2 separate regions of the Sus scrofa genome follow, and region 1 is linked to region 2. The links are chromatin contacts, called in public HiChIP or PLAC-seq maps. All regions are on one chromosome and are shown on one strand. The core of a region is the stretch at or near the end of the contact, and the rest is flanking DNA. Distances in the headings are between cores, read along the strand shown.

What was found. HiChIP or PLAC-seq counts read pairs in DNA pulled down with a chosen protein or histone mark.
Region 1: a contact with region 2 is called in an H3K27ac HiChIP or PLAC-seq map of alveolar macrophages. The contact joins the promoter of FAM76A here to the promoter of NUDC in region 2. A contact is called at or near these places in 1 of 5 promoter capture datasets (liver) and 1 of 2 datasets of contacts at active chromatin or transcription factors (alveolar macrophages).

The regions. Positions count from the first base shown.
Region 1 is chr6:84,877,861-84,882,754 of Sscrofa11.1, forward strand. It overlaps FAM76A (family with sequence similarity 76 member A), which reads left to right and starts at 2,234. Exons shown (of 5, transcript NM_001243460.1): 1 at 2,234-2,375; 2 at 3,690-3,754. The coding sequence starts at 2,295.
Region 2 is chr6:84,234,889-84,240,369 of Sscrofa11.1, forward strand. It overlaps NUDC (nuclear distribution C, dynein complex regulator), which reads left to right and starts at 3,807. Exons shown (of 9, transcript NM_001243803.1): 1 at 3,807-3,995. The coding sequence starts at 3,915.

The sequences.
Region 1 (4,894 bases), core at 984-3,483, 640 kb after region 2:
TGGGAACCTCCATATGCCACGGGTGTGGACCAAAAAAAACAGAAAGACCAAAAATAAATAAATAAATAAATAAATAAATAAATAGAGGTGAAATTCACACAATACAAAATTAATCATTTTAAAGAGAACAATTCAGTGGCAGTTAGTACATTCACAGTGCCGTGCAACCACCACCTCTAACTAGTTCCAAGACATTTTCATCATTCCAAAGTAAAACCCCTTACCTGTTAAAACACTTTTCCTCCATTACCCTCCATGTACTATTTTTTTTTTTTTTTTTTTTTTTTTTGGTCTTTTTGCTATTTCTTGGGCCACTCCCGCGGCATATGGAGGTTCCCAGGCTAGGGGTAGAATCGGAGCTGTAGCCACCAGCCTACGCCAGAGCCACAGCAACGCGGGATCCAAGACGCGTCTGCGACCTACACCACAGCTCACGGCAACGCCGGATCCTTAACCCACTGAGTAAGGGCAGGGACCGAACCCGCAACCTCATGGTTCCCAGTCGGACTCGTTAACCACTGCGCCACGACGGGAACTCCCATGTACTATTTTTGACCCCCCACAATCACCCAATTGTACCACGGAGGAAAGTGAGGCTCTGAGAAACTCAGCCAAAGTGAGAAGTTCAGAAGTTCAAGTTTACATAGCTAGTAAATATGGAGCAGTGACTTTGAACTTCAGTTTTCTGACTCCAGCGCCTAAATATTTGATTATACACATCTTTGGGCAAACTCACAATGGGGGGGGAGGGGGGGCTGGATTTGGATATCAGGGAGAGTAATTTTGGGGAGGCAGGGATTTATAAGCCACAAATGCGCCCTCAGTTGCTGTGGAAAAAAAAAAAAGCACGTTGAGGTAAAATTGCAGTTAGTACTGTTCAAGCGGTTGGCAGAGCTAAACCTAATCTCAGCCTAAGAGCAGCTATAGGCAGAGACTTGGAAAGGTCAGCACTGCAGGAAGCTTTGCCAAAGCCTCAAGAACCAAAAGTATGGGAGTTCCTCTTGTGGTTCAGTGGTAAGGAAACCCACTAGTATCCATGAGGTTGCAGCTTCCATCCCTGGCCTTGCCCAGTGGGTTAAAGGATCCCATGTTGCCTCGAGCTGCGGTGTCGTTCCCAAACGCAGCTCAGATCTGGCATTACTGTGGTCGCGCGACTCGGATTCTTGACCCCTAGCCTGGGAACTTCAATAGGCCCTGGGTGTGGCCATAATAGGACAAAAACAAACAAGCAACAAAACAAACAAAAAACCACAAGTTTGCAATTCCTTGGACTACCCCTAGATGCCCCAGGCAGGGAGCAGTTAGGACACGTAGCTAGGATAGGAGGGCGTAGCTCGCCTTCCGGCCGGGCCTAACCAGGAAATGCCTGGCAGTTCAAGAAAGAAGCTGAGGGTGCGTCTGGATTAGACACAGTAGGAAGCAGGCCTCAGACCAGTTGCATCCCACTCTGACGGGGCCTCTGGGGCGCGAGGGCTCTCAGAGGTGGAAGGCTTCTCCTTAGTATCCGTCTTCTCCCTCCTAGAGGAGCTGTCATCACTCTAGCAGCCAGAAGGCCCTGTGTAGAAACAACACAGGGGTGCTCTCTCTGGGGCCACTCTATTTCTCTCTGCAGGTCAGCGACCCTAGAGTTTTCCGTTTTTAGGGGTCTCAGAGGGCACTCCTCTAAGTTGCCTCTCAGGGTTCCCTCCTGGCCCTCCAGTGGGAGGGCCGTGAGGGCCCCTCCTGCCCGGATGATGGAGGCTTCTTCTCACAAGCTCATCTTCACGCACCGGGTGGCGACAGAGGTCTGGTTCAACCATGCAACACACTCCACCCAACCCGCTGCCAGGGGGCAACTCCATGGAAACTGAAACCTCACAACTCCGTGGAGGTATCGCGAGAAGCGCGGTTGCGCCAGCGGCCGGGGAGAGGAGGAGCGAAGGCGGGAACCGAGAGCGAAGTGGGAGGAGTCTTAGGCGCTTCCGAGGTTCCCGGCGGGAGACCGTCCCTCCCAGCGGCGCCCCCGCGTGACTGCGCTTTACATAATCGAGGCCGCGCGCGTCATAAGTGGCGTACTCGAGTCCAGACCGAATCAGAGTCGTAAGAAGCTCCGTGTCCCGCCCCTTCGTGCTTGATAGACGTCTAAATGAACCAGTGAACGGGCGTTCAGCGCCGCCGCGCCCGCCCTGGTCCGCCCGCACCCGAGGGCCCGCCCGCCTGCCGCAGCCCGCAGCCTGCCGCCAGGTTGTACCTCAGACTGTCAGATAAAGCGGCGGGCCGGGCCGGCGGGGCGGTGAGCACGGCCCGGGCCGGACATGGCGGCGCTCTACGCCTGCACCAAGTGCCACCAGCGCTTCCCCTTCGAGGCGCTGTCTCAGGGGCAGCAGCTGTGCAAGGTGCGCGGGCTGGGGCGGCGGCCGGGAACTGGGACGCTGGAGGCGCGGCCCGGAGCTCCCGGTTCTGCGGGGACGCCCGGCGGGGTCCCTCGGGCAGGGCGTGGCTGGCTCACAGAACTGAGAAACCGTACCCGCCCCATTGGGGGTCGGCGAGGCATGTAGGGGAGATCCAGGCCCTATCCGGGCCCCCGCGGCGGGCGTGTCCGGGCGCTTAGCAACCGCGAGGGATTGTTCTCTGACCCTCCGAGGTCGGGGGAGGGGACAGCGGGTCCCCCTCACGCCCCTGACAAGCCGCGCCCTAGGTCGCTCTTGGGCTGGCTTCCCCGCTGCCGGGGTCTGCCTGGTTTCAGGCTTAGGGACCCCGTGCCTCGCCTGGGACTGAACTCCAGAGTTGGGTGCTGCCTGGGAGGATCGTCTCGAACTCGGGCGTCTCACGGGCACCTCTCAGCCAGTTTCGGAGTGGGACATAGTGAGGCTTTATAATAAAGCCCCACTGTCAAGCTCACGAGGCAAAAGGATGATTTTTCAGCATCTAGTTAGTGACCTTCGGTCCTCGCCCTAACCAGCCGCTGATCAGTTTTTACCCCGAAGGTCCAAGTTCTCTTTTTTCGTTTTAAGTTGCTTCATCTTGTTTTGCCTATTTAAATGAGTAGAGGTGTTGTGAGGATACAGTAAAAGTCACTAAGCCAACTGGAGAGTGATGTTGAGATATCCCCAAATAATCCAGAGTTTGTGTCTCTGGTATGGATAACTCATAATTGTATGTCATTATTGCCTCAAATAGCCAGGACTTCTTCACTTTTTGTTTACTATTTATGAGAGAACTCAAAAACTCAAATGTTTGAGTGCCTTTTTTGGACATATATATATATATACATGTATATTTAATCATGTGTTTGTGTGTGTGTATATATACATACATATGTATGTTTTTTAGGGCAGTTTTATGTTTGTGAGCAATAATGAATTTAATTCAGCACTTTGATTTCAAAAGTGAACCTGCTGAAAAGAATCACACAGTGGCAGAGGGAGAACCGGACTAGAATCCAGGGCTTCTGATTCCTAGTCTGTGACTTATTCATACTTTTGTTTCACAATTTATGACTAGTTCCATATAAATTCTTACTTAACTCCCACATCAATGCAGGGTGGTGATGCCAGAATCACAGAAGAAAGAAATTAGTCCTAGAAAGTTTAAGTGACTAACTCAAGCACAGTGGATATGCTTGGAATAGTACCCAGGTCTCTGCCTCCTACTGAAGGCTGTTTCCATTTCTGACTGCCTTTTAAAATTATATCCTCATTTCATTTCAGGAATGTCGGATTGCACACCCTGTTGTGAAGTGCACCTACTGTAGGACTGAGTACCAGCAGGAGAGGTACAGTTTTCCTTAACCATGAAATATGTTAGCAGACTTTTCTTCTTAAAATCTGTAATTTATTGCATTTCAATATCCAGATCTGTAATCATTTGCATTATAACATACAGATCTGTAATCAATTGCATTACACACAGATTCTGATAATTTACTGTTTATAAGACAGTCAATGGAGGTAAAATACACATGTTGGTTCCCTAGTTATCCATTGATTGCTTAAATTATTATTTTTCAGATTTTTGATAGTTTTATATTGTGGCTTTGATCTTTTTGATAGTAAGAAACCAATCCCATAACAACGTAAGCCTCATGTTCTAGTATGTTTTCATACGAAGCTTGAAGAATTTATAAGCCAAAGGAAGAACTTTTAGAAATGTGATAATCCTGACAAATGGTTTGTTAGCCCTGGTCACATTTGAAACTTATTTGCCTTTACACTTGCTTGTGTGAATCTCATTTTGAAAAGTGTGAAAAACACTTAGGTGTGAATGAACACACATCTTTGGGGGACTTTTTAATAACAAAGTGGCTTATTGGTATAGTAGTTCCACTTTTGTGGAACTGCAACTGTGGGTGATACTGTCTTCAGCAGGGTGGAGTCAGTTTTCGAGCTCACACATAGACCTAGAAGCCTAATTTTAATCAGCCTCATTTCAATTCTAGGAATATTTTCCCCATTTTGTTATGAGTATTTTCAAACAAAACAAATTTTTTTTTTTTTTTTTTTTTTTTTTTTTTTTTTTTTTTTTTTTTTTTTTTTTTTTTTTTTTTTTCACAAAACAAGGTTGAAAAAACTAGACAAAAACACCCATCTACCCACTATTTAGATTCTATAATTTACATTTACTATTATTTGCATCTATCCCTCTCTGTCAGTATATTAATCTGTCTTCTTTGTGATGCATTTGAAAGTTGTGGACATCAATGTACTTGATCCTAAACACTTAAGCATGCATATCATTAACTAGAGTCCAATATTTGCTTATGGCTTTTAAATTATTTTATTTTATTACTCTTTTTTTTAGGGTCACACCCACGGCATATGGAGGTTCCCAGGCTAGGGGTCTAATTGGAGCCGTAGCCACCAGCCTATGCCACAGCCACAGTAACTCGGGATCCAAGCCATGTCTGCGACCTACA
Region 2 (5,481 bases), core at 2,557-5,056:
ATGAAGGGCTCATTTACTTTTATAGAGAACTCCCATGAAAGTCTAGATTTTAAGCAAGGGAGTAACAAGACCTGGATTATCCTTAAGAGCAATTGCTCTGGCCATTGAGTGGAGGATGGACTACAAAGGGACAAGGAAGGAGGTAAAGAGAGCAGTGAGGAAACTCTAGGAATAGCTGTCAAGCAAGAAATGATGCTGGTTTAGATAGACTACACCTAGCAACTGTAACTGCACCTTGCATCACATAGCAAGGTGATAAGGAAAGAGAATCAGGATACACTTTGGAGGAAGAGCTAAAAGGACTTACTAATGCATTAGATAAGGTCACATTTTGGCTGGTCCAAATGAAAAGATGAGTGGAAGTTTGGGTTTTTGCAAATTGGTGCTTGAAGGGGCCATTTAGCTTGGAGATGACTTTGGGAGAAATTAGTTTGTGTGTGTGTAAGAGTCTCAATGTTGGCTATATTGGCTTTTATTTATTTATTTATTTATTTGCTTTTTATGGCCGCACCCATGGTATATGGAGGTTCCCAGGCTAGGGGTTGAATCAGAGATACAGCTGCCAGCCTATGCCAGATCTGAGCCTCGTCTTCGACCTACACCACAGCTCATGGCAACGCTGGATCCTTGACCCACTAGCAAGGCCAGGGCTCGAACCCGCAACCTCATGGTTCCTAGTTGGATTCGTTTCCGCTGCACCATGATAGGAACTCCATGTTGGCTTTTAAAAATAATTTTTTTTTCTTTTTTGGCCAAACCCTTAGCATATGGAAGTTCCCAGGCTAGGGGTCGAATTAGAGCTACAGCTGCCGGCCTACACCATAGCCTCGTCAATACCGGTTCCTTAACCCACTGCAAGGGGTCAGGTCAAACCCACATCCTCATGGATACTAGTGGGGTTTGTTTCCACTGAGCCACAACAGGAACTCCAATAATTTTCAGATATTATAGAATATCCATTAAGAGTTCAAATTTGAAATTGTCTCATAAAAGTATTGTTATTGTGTTTAAATATACATAACAGGAGTTCCTGTTGTGGTTCAGTGGGTTAAGAACCTGACTAGTATGCATGAGGATGTCAGTTCGATCCCTGGCCTTGATCACTGGGTTAAGGATCCAGTGTTGCCATGCACCATGGCATAGGTCACAGATGTGCCTCGGATCTGATGTGCAGCTGGCAACTGCGGTTTGATTTGATCCCTAGCCTGAGAACTTCCTTGTGTCACAATTTCGGCCCTAAAAAGAAAAAAAAAAAAAACCATAACAGTACATTTACCATTTTAACTTTTTTTCTTTTTTTTCATTTTAGGGCTGCACCCACGACATATGGACGTGCCCGGGCCAGTAACCCAAACCGCTGCAGCTGGATTCTTAACCCACTGTGCCACAGTGGGAACTCCCCATTTTAACCATTTTTAAGTTTATAGTTCAGTGGCATTAAATACATTCACATTGATGTGCCATCATTTCCACCATCCATTCACCAGCCTTGGATGAGTTTTGGAATATCTGTTAATTATCCAAGTGGAGTTGTCCAGGGGCGCTGTCCAGGAGGTAGGTAAAGAGATGGTCCTGGCACTCAGGAAATGTCTGGGTGAGGTACCATGAGTATAAATAGAGAGGAAAAGAGGAGAGGGTAAAGGACAGAGCCCCCAACATTTATAAACCTGGGTAGATCAGAACACGGAGAAGGAGAGTTAGTGAAGTGGGAAGAAAACCATGTAAGTGTGAGGACGTGCAAACTCTGTCAGTCTGCTAGGGCTGCCATAACAAACTATTACAGACTGACTTGACAACAGTAGTTAATTTTATTACAGTTCTCCAAACCTGGAAGTCCAAGATCAAGATGTTGGCAGGTTTGCTTTCCTCTGAGGCTTCTCTTTTTGGCTTGCACATAGCTGCCTCACGTGGCCTTTCCTCCGCTTGCTCGTGAGTCCCTGGGTTTTCTTTCTCTTCTAGTAAGGACACTAACTATTTTGGATTAGGGCCACATCTGTATGAATTAACTCTAATTACATGTTTAAATACCCCTATTTCCAAAAAACAGTCACACTGGGAGTAAGGGTTTCTTCTTAATTTTTTTTTTTTTTTTTTTGGCTCTTTAGGGCAGAATTGTGGCACATGGAGGTTTCAGGCTAGGGGTCGAATCTGAGCTGTAGCCACCGGCCTAGGCCATAGCTACAGCAACTCCGGATCAGAACCTCATCTGGGACCTATACCACAGCTCATGGCAATACTGGATCCTTAACCCACTGAGTGAGGCCAGGGATCAAACCTGCGTCTTCACAGAAACTAGTCAGATTTGTTTCTGCTGAGCCGCGGTGGGAATTCCAAAGAGAGTTAGGGTTTCAATATAAGAATAATGGAGGAATACAGTTCCATCCATAACAGAAGACTAGGGAAAAAATTGTTTCTAGAAGGAAGAAGAGGTCAACTGTGTCAAATGCAGCTGAGAAGCTGAGCACTGTAATAGTGCTTTACTGGTTTTGGCAATAAGTAGGTCATTGTATCCTTGGTCAGAGTCTTAAGTAAAGACCAGAGTAAATCGAGGAGAGACGGAAGGTGAGGAAGTGGAGAAACAAGTATAGCAAATTTTTTTCAAGTTTTGCTGTCAAAGAGATTTTAAAATTGGGATAGGAGTTCCCATCGAAGCTCAGTGCTTAACGAATCTGACTAGGAACCATGAGGTTGCGGGTTCGATCCCTGGCCTTGCTCAGTGGGTTAAGGATCCGGTGTTGCAGTGAGCTGTGGCGTGGGTCGCAGATGCAGCTTGGATCTTGCGATGCTGTAGCTCTGGCGTAGGACGGTGGCTATAGCTCTGATTGGACTCCATGTGCCGCAGGAACGGCTCAAGAAAAGGCAAAAAGACAAAAAATAAAATAAAATAAAAAATAAAAAAATAAAATTGGAATGGTAGGAGGAGAAAAGTTTGTGTGGGGGGGTCATAGAAGAATAAAAAAAGAAGTGGCATTAAAGTATATTTGTAAGTTAAAAGGGATGATCCAGAAGAAAGAAAATTGTGATGCAGATTCATTGAGTAGGGAAAAAAAAAAATTCTGATGCAGGAGAATTAGGAAAGGATAGTAAGAGTAGAATCCCTGAAAAGACTAAGATGATGAAATTCAATACAAAAGTAGAGGGTTTGGCCTTAGATGGCTGGGGTCTGTCCCGCACAAAAGTGAAGTTCGAATTTAGCACTCATTACATAATTTGCATGAAACTGCGCAAAATGACAATGCGGGGTTGGGGGTGGGGCTCTTGTTAAAAAATATTAAGAGTCTCAGGACTGCAGCAGAAGAGCATTAACCCCAGCACCAAGGGACTTTCTAAGTCCGGGTCCCCTGCGACTGCACAATTTGTATGGAGTATGTGATGACAACAGGGGTAGGCTGTCTTTTGGGGCAAGTTCCCTTCTCCTTTCTGGGCCTCAGTTGGCCGATGGAAAACTTGGAAGAGATGATTAAGAACGCTTTACCGTTCTACAAGCTCAGCGGTCACTCTCAAGGCGTAAATTCAAAGTTTGTGCTTTTTCAACTTTCAGGCCCGCGTGATTTGAGCCCAGGGTTTTCTGGAAGGCTCCAAAAGGTTCCTGGTGACCATAGCAACTCACACCAAACTCAGAGGCCTTCGACTCCGCCCACCGCTCACGGACGCGCTCTTTGATTGGCTCAGCAAGTCGACCAATGGTCAGTGAAGCGGGCTGCTTGCCGCACGGTCAATGGCCGCTGGCCACAAGGGAGGCGGGAGGAGAGAGCAGGCGGGCGGGCCAAGGCAGCGGGGCGCGTGCGTGTTTCCGTCTCCGCTGCGGAAGGCGGAGGACTGAAACCGTTGCACCGGACGCGACCCGAAGGCGCCGAGAGCGCGGGACGCGAGAGCAGAGCTCAGATTTCGGAGCGTGGCTAGCAGCTGGCAAGATGGGTGGAGACCAGGAGGAGGATCGTTTCGACGGCATGTTGTTGGCGATGGCGCAGCAGCACGAGGGAGGCGTGCAGGAGGTAACGACCCGCTCGGCATTGGCTTGGCCTGGCCCACCCAGGCGGCCCAGCCACTCTCTTTCCTCCCTTCGCTGCCTTCGAGAGACGAGATCCACCCCTGGGCCTTGCGGGCTTTAGGATCCCGCATTCTCATTGCACCCCAGCTTCTAGTCTGGCCTCCCCGCCGCAAGTCTTGCGCTCGGACCAGTTCTGGATCCCTGGGGCCCCTCAGTAGTTACCATCTTAACAGCTCTGGCATCCCTTTATCTGCCCCTGGGAAGGCCCGAGTCTTGGAATCCCTTCCCCCTCTTTAGTCTCCAACCTGCTTCCGGCCCTTTTCCCCTCTGGTGGCCGCCCCCAAAGAACATCCTTTAGGATGTTCTAGGCATTGAGATTTGCATGTACCAAGACTTGGGGCGAGCGGAAGAATGTATGCGATGTGTGGGGGTGGGGGGGGTGATATTAACACGTGGTCTTTCTAGATCTTGAATGAGAGAATAGGAGGCGTGTTTTGCATTTCCTAACAACTTGGACTGTTTCATGTCTCCAAGCTTCAGTTTCTTTCTTTGAGACAGAGCTACGAATCCTTACTTCCTGAATTTGTAGGAGAGTAGTGTCTTGAAGTGAAGGACAGTGAAGAATTCTCGGTAATCAGACTCGAACATTCAACAAGTGTTTGTTGAGTAATTGATGTGTGCAAGAACATAATTCATGCTTAGTGACCAAACCCAATAACATGTGTAGGAAAAGGATAAGGACCAACTAGTAAAGATTCTGGAGTTGGTTTTTTGGACGATGGAAAGTTAAACGTAGCAAAACCTATCAAGATTAGTCTTTCTTTAAAGAAACTGAAGGAGCTTGCCCAAGCTCATCCAACAGGCTCCTGGCTTAGAGGGGACCAGAATCCTTAGGCCAGTGTGTGCTTTCCACAGTCCATTGTTGATTCTGTGTCTCATTGGAGCCTTCCATTCCCATTCTCATTCAGGTCCCTGTGGGAAGAGTGCTACTAATTTGCAGATGTGAAAGTCTCCCTTCTCCTACCCCCCTAAATTGTTGTTGCACCTGGATTTGGAAGTGAGTTCATTTTTGAGTGAATTGAAAAAGTGTCCAGAAGCAGGAATTGAAACTGTTGAGATAAATTCTAGCGTCAGATTTAGAACCTCTCACTTGGGCAAATAAAAGGGCTTATTTATATGTGCCAACCCTCAGTCATCACTAGATCTTTTTGCTCAGCAAAAGTTTTCTGAGCATGCACTCTGAGCCAGGTCTGGTGCCAGGCCTTGGGGATGTACACAGAGTCATGGTTCATGGTGCCTACTTGTGAGGAGCTCTCTCTGTGGCCGAGGTTCTTTAGCCAGACGCTATTAAGGACCTCACCTGCATGTCTTCCTTTGGTCCTCTCAAGGATCCTCACGTGTATCCCTAGAAATTGGTCCTGCTGCTATTTCTGTTTCATAGAGTTAAGACACTGTCCCCAGGTCACAGAGCTAATGTATATCAATCTAAT